Linked DNA regions of Triticum aestivum: region 2 is linked to region 1. Evidence: chromatin contacts called from public Hi-C data. All regions are on one chromosome and are shown on one strand. Each heading gives the region's core, a stretch centred on a gene start, on an enhancer-like site or on the middle of the called end of the contact. The rest is flanking DNA. Distances are from core to core; before and after follow the strand shown.

Region 1 (5,898 bases), core at 1,881-4,380:
ATATCGTAGTAGATTTCTACACAGTGAACTGGTATTTCATTACTAAATTTGACAGCAATTTGCAGGCTGGATATGTAGGTGAAGATGTAGAGTCGATACTGCAGAAGTTACTAGTGGTATGTGTGGCTCACTATTTAATGCCTTACCTTTGCATGTGCTCACGTTGTTGTTTGGAAAGAAATTTAAGATTTGTTGGCCCTTCTGACATTCCGAATTTATTTTCAGGAGGCCGAATATAATGTTCAAGCTGCCCAGCAAGGGATAGTGTACATAGATGAAGTAGATAAAATAACAAAGAAGGTACCGACTTTTTTCTCCCTTTTGCTGAGTAGCTTTTTAGCTGGGAAGTTTGTAAACAATAACTACATTGCAGGCAGAGAGTGCAAATGTTAGTAGAGATGTATCTGGTGAAGGTGTTCAACAGGCTTTGTTAAAAATCCTAGAGGGAACTGTAAGTGATCTCACTTATTATTGGTATTCTTCTTTTTGTTCTCATAGCTGGAGTAATCAAACCATTAGTGTCTAAAATCTGGTGATACTGCGTTACTTTGATTATTACTTTTTTTGGTTTTGCTATGAGCTACTGCAGTATGTTGTATGTTGGGTATTAACTTAGTTATGCTTTGTACACAGGTTGTTACCATTCCTGAAAAGGGATCTCGGAAAAATTCTCGCAATGATAGTATACAGGTTATATCCCTACTTGGTGCTTAAAAAAATATGTTCAGTATCATATATACATCTAGTATCATATGGATTGAGAATTAATTGCATTGAATAAAAGAGTTTCAAATGGATATTTTTATGTGTGCAAAGGACACTCCACTTAACTAAATAGTGAACTTAGAAACAGAAAGAATGTTTTCACAACTAAAAGGCCACCATGCTCTTGGTTAGAGTAGAACTGGCTACAGTTATTGACTATTTTATAAAGGCTGCCTGTTGATGGTAATAGCATTGATCCACGGGACTGTGGAGGAAATGTCCAAGAGTATGATATTTTTGTTTCTCAGCTACTTTGCTCATTAGGAGCATTTTAAGCCTGTAACAAATCTTATTCTAATGCAGATAGACACCAAAGACATTCTTTTCATATGTGGTGGTGCTTTTGTAGATTTGGAGAAGACTATTTCTGAAAGGTACTGCAGACTTTATGATTATAGAAATGATTTATTTTGCAAACATTTTAAGTTCATACTTGTGATCTCCACGAGGATTGGAATTTAACTCCGACTTCTTACATAAAGCAGACGACAAGATTCATCTATAGGATTTGGGGCACCCATTCGTACAAACATGAGAAGTTCAGGAGTGACCAGTCCAACGGTCACGTCATCTTTGTTAGAATCTGTAAGCATTTCAATATCTACTGATTGATTTATCGACAGCGCCTGTGATGCTCTGATCATTTCCTCAGTAATTGGAGCAGCCTTTTATCTCACAAAAATATTCTTCACATAATCCTGAACATAAAATTCCATGCCGATTGGCAGGTTGAGAGTGGAGATCTTGCAAAGTTTGGCCTAATACCAGAGTTCATTGGACGCCTGCCCATTCTAGTTAGTTTGGCAGCTCTCGATGAAGATCAGCTTGTTCAGGTAAAATGTTATGTATTCTTATTTGAGTATCCACATGAAGTTGCTGGTTTAAGCCTTTGATGTCCTCCTTCATTCAGAATCATGTTCTGTTCTTCCCTTTCACATAAACTAAATGATCCGACGTCTGTATAAGTTCTTGCACGATTTTCATATGGCTAGCCTGCTGAAGCTAACTGAAGTGATTTGATCTGCATTCAGGTTCTTACAGAACCAAAGAATTCACTTTCAAGACAATACAGGAAAATGTTTAGCCTGAACAATGTGAGTGCACTAAAACTTGGAAGTGATTATAGACTTGCTTCTTTGCGCTAATTTCTAACATTCCCTTTTCCCCGATTCTTCAGGTTAAGCTGCACTTTACTGATGGTGCACTGAGAATAGTAGCAAAGAAGGCCATAGTCAAAAACACTGGTGCACGTGGTCTAAGAGCCCTCTTAGAGACCATTCTACTGGAGGCCATGTACGAGGTAGCTGCTTGCAGTTTTCTGTAATGAACGCTGCAAAATCGAGGCATACGTTCTGACATTCTTCGTAAACAGATCCCTGACGAGAAAGCTGGAAATGAGCGAGTAGATGCTGTTGTGGTGGACGAGGAGGCCATTGGTTCCGTCGACAGGCCTGGGTGCGGGGCTAAAATTCTTCGGGGGGACGGCGCATTGGCGCAGTACATAATAAGAAATAACATTCCAAATTCACCGGTATGGTACTCGGTTTGTGAAACACAGAAAAGTTACCCTATTGTGTCACATGCTATCAGCACAATATGTTTTCTCTTTAAAATTGAAATGGAGAAAATAGCTCTCAACTTGCACTGCCTCCTCTAATGCCTGCTCTTAACTTGCAGGAAACTAACGAGGCTTTGGCGGGGGAGCTCGAAGACGCGTACATGCTGTCAAGAATTGTTAGCTTGTGATTAACCTTACAGACACCGTATATTATGTAAAATGTCCTCCACTCACACCCAGTCAATTTAACCAATTTTCCTGTGATCTATTTAAAGTTTGCGGTGAGGTCCGACGAGCAGAGATCCGGCCGGCGCGCCATTTGTTGTAATTGTTGATGTAAACAGGAGTTGCCTTTTGATTGAGCAACCATCCTGCTATAAGCAACATGTTTCTCATTCTTCCCTTCTGGTGCCCCCCAACCCGGCGGGCTAGCTTATAGTTGTTGGCAAAGGTGTACACACCAATCAACCTCCTCACAGTTATAATAAGCAGGCGCAGTTTGCCCAGTAGCACCTGTACAGGTTTCAACTTTCAAGCATTGTCTGTAAAACATCCTGATGTTTGTCCTGCAGTATCTACAGGACTCGAATGATTTCTTCGGGAAAGCTGTACGATTCAAATTTGAACTAAAACCATGACAAGAATTATGGAACGGAGGGAGCACCTTTCATGATCACTATCATATGAACGTTTATGGAACATGAATCTTCAGGTCAATGGTGCTAAAAAATGGCTCACACCACACACGGAGGGTCTGAAGTCTCAGCTGGGCAGTTTTGAAGAGAAAGAAAGGTGGATGTCGCAGCGCCGCAGCGGCCTCCTAACGACAAGCGCAAACCTTGGTGCGGTTGCGCAAACCCGGCGCCTACACGGATCACGAGGCTGATCGGGCGGCGAGGCGCGGCCAGACGGACCCGTTCAGCCGTCACTCTCATCCCCGTCCCCCCTCCTCCCCACCCCAGTCCCCAGTCGCTGAGAGAGAAGAAGAGATATCGAACCCTCCCGAACCTTCGGAGCGCGCACGGGGCGAGCGAGGGAGAGAGATGGCATACGGCGGCGGCAGGAGGGGCTCTTCCAGGTGGGGCCTTCCGATGGTGAGGTCGGACGCGCTCGGCAAGCTGGGCCCCTCCTTCGGCATCGGCGCCGGCTGCGGCGTCGGCGTCGGGGTCGGCCTCATCGGCGGTACGTACCTAGGCTTGTTCTGCCGCCTCCTCTCTCCGTTGACCTGGATTGACTTGGCGATGGGCATGGACACATGTTTGCCTGCCACCGACTAGGCTGCCCGTGTTTAGTTTGGATGTTTGGTGCCGTCAGTGGCGAATAGTGTGCGGGGATTCGGGACCCGTCAGGATCAGGGTAGCTAATTCGAGTAATTCGATTCGAGACCATTACTTGTTTGAACCCTACAAACGTATCCTGCACTTCTAATCAGTCGCATGTTGTCAGCAGCTTTTGGAGTGGGAAGACTGCAGGGTTCAGGTAACTCAGGTGCGATAATTTAGGTCTGTATGTATGGAATATTGGGTTCTGGATGATTCCCATGCTGTTGAATTCCTGTCAAAATCTGTGTTCAACCCACTTCATAGATTACCGTGGAAGTGTGTGTGCCACCGTGCAATGCTATAGGGGTTACTAGCAATCTAGCCCCTTCCCAGCCGCAGCAAAGTGTGGATGAGTAATTATTTGCTTGGGATTGTGTGGATGACTAGTTCTGCAGAATATCTGTGTCTTTTTTGGACAAGCACGCAATACCTTTATGGAATGCCTGAATAGTAGGAGTATGGTAGTATATTCTAAATGATAGGCTTGCGAACGAAAAGGCTTCCTGCAAATATTTGTGCACTTTGAATGTCATTCTGAAGCTTATCTAAAGAGGAATTTGCAGTTAATATTCGAGAATGTTGGTGAGCCAATAAGTAGCAGAGCTCAGTAGACCACTCGAAATGGAGGCAGCTACTAATATAACTTTCCAAAGTCTAAAAGATTAAAACAAATAAACAAGTACTGGTGATCGAGATTTCTCTGAAGTCAATATTTCTAATTCAAGCAGTAAGATACGGCTGTTAGATATGCACATGGATGCTTGAAGTCATCTGCGCTATATTAGGTTGCATCTTTCTATGCATCAAAGTACATTTTGCTCCCCCCTTGATAAATATCTGCAACACTGCAAATATTGCCACAAGCGCCTGCTCCTAGTTGTGCCTCCCACTTTAATCAGTTGTGTTAGTTGTAACAAAATACAAGATGATATTGGCTTTCTAAATACATCAAGGTTCATGTGGAGGGAATACCTTTGGGGAGAACGAATTATTTAGCCTATGACTCTGAACACCATAACACGACTGGTTCTGCATATGTTGACTGTGGGCATTGTTTAACATCAAATTATCTTGCCTGTTCCTTTCTCATTTCTTATTTGGCTGAACAGGCGCAGGAATTGGAGCTGGATTCCCTGGTTTACAGCTGGGATTCGGAGCCGGTGCTGGATGTGGAATAGGAATAGGTTTCGGCTATGGTTTTGGAAAAGGAATTGCATATGACGAGAACGGGAAATATTCGAACATCAGGAGATCATTTCAGAACACCAGGAGCCTTCCTTATGAGTAAGCAGTAACTCACTCTGAGCTTTGGACTATCACAAAAATGTCTCCATTGGGCACCTCCTGCTGCTCGAGACGCTTACATCCATAGAGTGGGCGTGTTTGATCTTGATTCTGCTTATACGTTATTATAGATGTCAAAGGCTGGTTCATAGTTTCGTACACTTGATGTGAACTGTGGTAATTTTCGTAGGAGACTATCCATGGTTAAGGCGTTAAACTGCTTATAGTTCAGTCTTCTGACATGTCTAAACTTCACATGTTATCTCATCCTTTTAACACGATATTTTCCGAAAAAACATCTGCAGTCAGGAGTTTGATATCCTGTTTGACGAGGTGATGGAGAGCACCAGGAAGCTCATCAAAGCGACGACAAAGGAGCTCGACAAGTGGAGGCGCATGTAGAGCGAACATCACATGAACAAACAGGTTAGTACTAGTATTTATCAGAAGCGTAACACGCCACGTGGAGCCTGAAGCGACCTCCTGCTTGTCTGACGTTCCATCTGAATAATTTCAGGGATTCAGCGAGATACGCCGTCAGTATTCTACCCTGGTGAAGGATCAATTTCGTCAAGGCATGTGCGAGGATGCGAGCATCATGTGACGGAGACGCCGTCCCCGCACCACCGGAATATCCTGCGCGGCGTCGCTGTCGGTAGCATATATTGTTCGTCTGTAGAATCGCTGTTTCGCATTGAAATACTCGGGGCCTCGCGCATCATCGCCTCGAATCAAATCTTTCTCTGTCTCGTTAAACATGGTGTCTATATTTAAGTTCCTGATTAGTAGTCAACGTCACCTCGCTGGAGTCAGTGATGTTCATGCTTCTTTCTTGGGCATCATTGTTAAACAAGATTTGTGTTCCTCCACAGCAGTACTACATACACCAACACCAAACGCTTCCTACGTCAGGCGAAAATGAAATGCTTGTATTATTGATTTCATTTTTATCAGTATCAGCTGTCTCCC
Region 2 (5,898 bases), core at 976-3,475, 390 kb after region 1:
CTGTGGCATCAAAAGCCAGGTATGCTAATAAGTCGCTAAGCACTTTGAAATGGTGCCTACCTCACAGTGTATAAAGCTAGATGCACAACACACATATAGACAGATATTACTCAGAAATATTTGTAGTCTTTCACTCTTTTACGATGTTCTTCCAAATAAGCTACATAGTAAATTTATAATCATACTGGGTGTACCAAACACATTTAGTGTAGACATTAGAAGATAAAATAGAAATTAGCTATGAGAAGAAAATACAAACCAGCTTTAGAACGTCAAAAGCAGTGGAAGCAACAGTGTGTGATCCTCTTTTCTTAATTGATGCCGAGTCACCGTGGCAACGCAAATCAACCAAAAGAAACTTCAGGAAGATAAGTCAGATTCAGTTTTCTTTTTTGGTGCCGTAGTGTGAAGTTGTTCAGATCATTAGCAGAATTTTAGATGTACTGACCTGCCACATTGGAAATTCCTGAGCTAACCTCTTTGCAAACGACCCTTCATGACAAATATAATTAATTAAATATAACCTCATATCCTTTATTGAGCCAAAACTTCTTTAGAACATGTCAAAGCATTTCACTGATTTGTAAAATTGAACCGAAATCGCAACTCAGACAATCAGAATGCTCATTTACCCCAGTTTTTCCCGCTCCCAAGGATGCCATGAAGGAGTACAGCTGTTGGTGGATCAGGTATTGATTTGTCCATAAAAGAGTTCCATTGTACCTGAGGTAATGTTTATGAATAACTTGAATTGCGTCAGAACATTTCAAGCAACTAATTATAGTATTACCTCCGTCCCAAAAAGCTTATCTTAGACATCCGTTTCTAGATAAATCTAAGACAAGCTTTTTGGGACGGAGGGTATATAACACAATTTGACAACCAGTGATAAATCACTGACGTGAATGCAACACTTACAAGGTTCCCTTGAACCAGTTCATAGGCCTGTAGGGAAAGAATAGAAATCATTAATCAGGATTGGGTGAGAACCATTAATCACACTATTTCAAAGCTTCAAGCTTCCTTACCAGAACTCCAGCATGCTTCTCAGCCTCAGGCTGATAAGCAATCTCTGCGTCAGCCAAAGCCACCTGAGCGCAACGACAAGGAGAGCACGCCAATGACCTTGAACTAGACATGGTCGATATCAACCGGCCACGACTACAAACAGTTTCCTAACAATACAAAACATAAGATCATAATTAAAGTTCAGAATGTTGGTGTAGTTCAGAAATTAACCATTATCTAACCAGAACAATGAAATTGTATAACCGCGATTTGAATTTCAGAACGTCTGTGAAAATGCAAGAAATTGATAGTTAAATTAGCAGTTGCTGCACAAATTAACAGATCATGCAGGTTCCACATTATGAATATTAGTTGCTTTTACAAGTTGATTTAGCAGTTCCCTACTTCATCGTGTATTTTGTTTGGTTACTAAGCATGCCATGGCAACGGCACAGATTGCAGCTACCAAGTATCATTATTCACTCCTACGCTAAATAGGCCATGGACAACTAAAATTACACAAAAATCATATCGGTAAGGGCCATAATCAACGCGTCAAGATGGCTTTTGAGTTTTCTCGGACAATAAAAACAGTGAGGTCCATGAAAAAGGTTCGATCAACACAAGCAATTTTAAACCCTCTAGTGCGGTAGTGAACAATCACAAACAGGGATATGGAGTAAACCTAGACATTGATATGTCACACAGTAAGAAATGTGGCATCTATCACTTGAAGCAGAAACGCATTCCTTCAGTTGCCCCTGATCGCATCTACATTGCGTCCATCGCCACCCGCCGCCGTATATCCTCACGCCCTCAAAATTGCACCAAAATCTCGCATCTAGCTACAGTCAGATAGGCAACGCGAGCCGACAGTGCGAGTACCCGTAGCTCCACGGCGCACCGGCCCCTGGGACTACGAACTGGCCCAGTAATAACCTAATTAAGGACGATTCGACCACCGAAACCAGCTGAAGAACAGTACCTGGCGGGGGAGGGGCCACGACGCGCGAGCCCTGGTCCCCTGCCGCGGCGGCGCGAGGCCCGCGGCGAGCGGAGCCCTCCTCAGCTCCGCGGATAGGGCGCGCGGCGGCGGTGCGCCGGCCGCCGCCATCAGATCACCGGCGAGTAGTGGGGGTGGGAGCACCGAGAGGGGCGAATTGTTGGTGTGTCCGTGGGCTTGCCGCGTCACCACAATAAACGAATTAATCGTTTTTGTTTATTCCGCCGTGGGCGAAGAAAAAGCTAGAGGCGGAGAACCCAAGGAGCGGGAGAGAGGCTGCCGTGTGGGGTAGGTGACCACCTGGCGTCCCCTTCCGTCGCTGACGGTGGGTCCTTTGCTGTATTTTTTTAGATCAGTCCTCTACTGTAAGACTAGTCACAATGGGTAGTAACTTACACTAGTAACATGCATATGTTAATGGGAAACGCTCTTTATCAGTAGTCTGACAAAATTTTCTCGTCAGACCGGTCATGCAACGTTGATTCTTCTTTAATCCAACGGTGTAGTGATTCTCTGACCCCACCAATTAAACGCATGTATTGATCCACTTCGAGAAAATCTCGCTTGCCTCCCATCCACAACCACCTTACCATGTCTGATGCGAGTAAATCTCGCCAGGCCGATCCACCCACCTCATCCCGTCTCGCATCCCATGGATGAGCTCATCGCCGAGCATGCCGAGCTGGCTCACCGCGGTGACAACCTCCGCCACCACCTGTTGGAAATATGCCCTAGAGGCAATAATAAATTGGTTATTATTATATTTCCTTATTCATGATAATCGTTTATTATCCATGCTACAATTGTATTGATAGGAAACTCAGATACATGTGTGGATACATAGACAACACCATGTCCCTAGTAAGCCTCTAGTTGACTAGCTCGTTGATCAATAGATGGTTACGGTTTCCTGACCATGGACATTGGATGTCGTTGATAACGGGATCACATCATTAGGAGAATGATGTGATGGACAAGACCCAATCCTAAGCCTAGCACAAGATCGTGTAGTTCGTTTGCTCAGAGCTTTTCTAATGTCAAGTATCATTTCCTTAGACCATGAGATTGTGCAACTCCCGGATACCGTAGGAATGCTTTGGGTGTACCAAACGTCACAACGTAACTGGGTGGCTATGAAGGTGCACTACAGGTATCTCCAAAAGTGTCTGCTGGGTTGGCACGAATCGAGACTGGGATTTCTCACTCCGTGTAAACGGAGAGGTATCTCTAGGCCCACTCGGTAGGACATCATCATAATGTGCACAATGTGACCAAGGAGTTGATCACGGGATGATGTGAGTTACGGAACGAGTAAAGAGACTTGCCGGTAACGAGATTGAACAAGGTATCGGATACCGACGATCGAATCTCGGGCAAGTAACATACCGATAGACAAAGGGAATTGCATACGGGATTGATTGAATCCCCGACATCGTGGTTCATCCGATGAGATCATTGTGGAACATGTGGGAGCCAACATGGGTATCCAGATCCCGCTGTTGGTTATTGACCAGAGAACGTCTCGGTCATGTCTGCATGGTTCCCGAACCCGTAGGGTCTACACGCTTAAGGTTCAATTACGCTAGGGTTATAGGGAATAGAGATACGTGGTTACCTAATGTTGTTCGGAGTCCCGGATGAGATCCCGGGCGTCACGAGGAGTTCCGGAATGGTCCGGAGGTAAAGATTTATATATGGGAAGTCCTGTTTTGGTCACCGGAAAAGTTTCGGGTGATATCGGTAATGTACCGGGACCACCGGGAGGGCCCCGGGGGTCCACCAAGTGGGGCCACCAGCCCCAGAAGGCTGCGTGGGCCAAGTGTGGGAGGGGACCAGCCCCAGGTGGGCTGGTGCGCCCCCCCACCAAGGCCCAAGGCGTATGGGAGAGTGGGAGGGGGGCAAACCCTAGGTCCAGATGGGCCTTAAGGCCCACCCTAGTGGCGCCCCCCCTCTCCTCCCCTTGGCCGCACCCTAGATGGGTTTGGGGGCTACCGCCACCCCTGGGGAGGGAACCCTAGATGGGGGCGCAGCCCCTCCCCTTCCCCTATATATACTTGAGGTATTTGGGGCTGCCATAGACACGAGAACACCTCTCTCTTGGCGGAGCCCTTCCCCTCTCCTTCCTCCTCTCCCGCGGTGCTTGGCGAAGCCCTGCAGGATTGCCATGCTCCTCCACCACCACCACGCCGTCGTGCTGCTGCTGGACGGAGTCTTCCCCAACCTCTCCCTCTCTCCTTGCTGGATCAAGGCGTGGGAGACGTCACCGGGCTGCACGTGTGTTGAACGCAGAGGCACCGTTCTTCGGTGCTTAGATCGGAATCAACCGCGATCTGAATCGCTACGAGTACGACTCCCTCATCCGCGTTCTTGCAACGCTTCCGCATCGCGATCTACAATGGTATGTAGATGCACTCACCTTCCCCTCGTTGCTAGATTACTCCATAGATTGATCTTGGTGATGCGTAGAATTTTTTTGAATTTCTGCTACGTTCCCCTACAGTGGCATCATGAGCTAGGTCTATGCGTAGTTTCTATGCACGAGTAGAACACAAAGCAGTTGTGGGCGTAGATGTTGCCAATTCTTCTTGCCGCTACTAGTCTTATCTTGTTTCGGCAGCATTGTGGGATGAAGCGGCCCGGACCGACCTTACACGTACGCTTACGTGAGACAGGTTCCACCGACTGACATGCACTAGTTGCATAAGGTGCCTAGCGGGTGTCTGTCTCTCCCACTTTAGTCGGAACGGATTCGATGAAAAGGGTCCTTATGAAGGGTAAATAGAAATTGGCATATCACGTTGTGGTTTTTGCGTAGGTAAGAAACGTTCTTGCTAGAAACCCATAGCAGCCACGTAAAACATGCAACAACAATTAGAGGACGTCTAACTTGTTTTTGCAGGGTATGCTATGTGATGTGATATGGCCAAAAGGATGTGATGAATGATATATGTGATGTATGAGATTGATCATGTTCTTGTAATAGGAATCACGACTTGCATGTCGATGAGTATGACAACCGGCAGGAGCCATAGGAGTTGTCTTAATTTATTGTATGACCTGCGTGTCAGTGAAAACGCTATTTAATTACTTTACTTTATTGCTAACCGTTAGCCATAGTAGTAGAAGTAATAGTTGGCGAGACAACTTCATGAAGACACAATGATGGAGATCATGGTGCCATGCCGGTGACGAAGGTGATCATGCCGCGCCTCGAAGATGGAGATCAAAGGCGCAAGATGATATTGGCCATATCACGTCACTTTATGATTTGCATGTGATGTTTGTCATGTTTACATCTTATTTGCTTAGAACGACGGTAGCATAAATAAGATGATCCCTCACTAAAATTTCAAGAGAGGTGTTCCCCCTAACTGTGCACCGTTGCGAAGGTTCGTTGTTTCGAAGCACCACGTGATGATCGGGTGTGATAGATTCTAACGTTCGAATACAATGGGTGTTGACGAGCCTAGCATGTACAGACATGGCCTCGGAACACATGCGAAACACTTAGGTTGACTTGACGAGCCTAGCATGTACAGACATGGCCTCGGAACACAAGAGACCGAAAGGTCGAACATGAGTCGTATAGCAGATACGATCAACATGGAGATGTTCACCGATGATGACTAGTCCGTCTCACGTGATGATCGGACACGGCCTAGTTTGACTCAGATCATGTATCACTTAGATGACTAGAGGGATGTCTATCTGAGTGGGAGTTCAATAATCAGATGAACTTCATTATCATGAACATAGTCAAAAGGTCTTTGCAAATTATGTCATAGCTTGCGCTTTAGTTCTACTAAGATATGTTCCTAGAGAAAATTTAGTTGAAAGTTGATAGTAGCAATTATGCGGACTGGGTCTGTAAACTGAGGATTGTCCTC

Evidence for each region. Hi-C and Micro-C count contacts between places; a contact is called where the count stands out from the background.
Region 2: a Hi-C map of leaf shows a contact between it and region 1, with 3 times the contacts expected there. The contact joins the promoter of LOC123080115 here to the promoter of LOC123080112 in region 1. A contact is called at or near these places in 2 of 5 Hi-C or Micro-C datasets (both in leaf) and 1 of 1 datasets of contacts at active chromatin or transcription factors (leaf).

Annotation. Positions count from the first base shown.
Region 1 is chr3D:514,934,504-514,940,401 of IWGSC CS RefSeq v2.1, forward strand. It overlaps LOC123080112 (protein TRIGALACTOSYLDIACYLGLYCEROL 5, chloroplastic), which reads left to right and starts at 3,131. Exons shown (of 5, transcript XM_044502990.1): 1 at 3,131-3,505; 2 at 3,773-3,811; 3 at 4,755-4,929; 4 at 5,235-5,355; 5 at 5,447-5,873. The coding sequence starts at 3,367. The coding sequence ends at 5,331. LOC123080111 (CLP protease regulatory subunit CLPX1, mitochondrial) reads left to right here. Exons shown (of 15, transcript XM_044502989.1): 5 at 66-116; 6 at 226-300; 7 at 374-451; 8 at 634-690; 9 at 1,069-1,139; 10 at 1,251-1,350; 11 at 1,494-1,598; 12 at 1,797-1,859; 13 at 1,943-2,065; 14 at 2,138-2,296; 15 at 2,443-2,858. The coding sequence ends at 2,511.
Region 2 is chr3D:515,325,948-515,331,845 of IWGSC CS RefSeq v2.1, forward strand. LOC123080115 (putative esterase/lipase HI_0193) reads right to left here and starts at 2,226. Exons shown (of 13, transcript XM_044502996.1): 1 at 1,994-2,226; 2 at 1,029-1,175; 3 at 919-945; 4 at 633-723; 5 at 449-492; 6 at 260-358. The coding sequence starts at 2,122.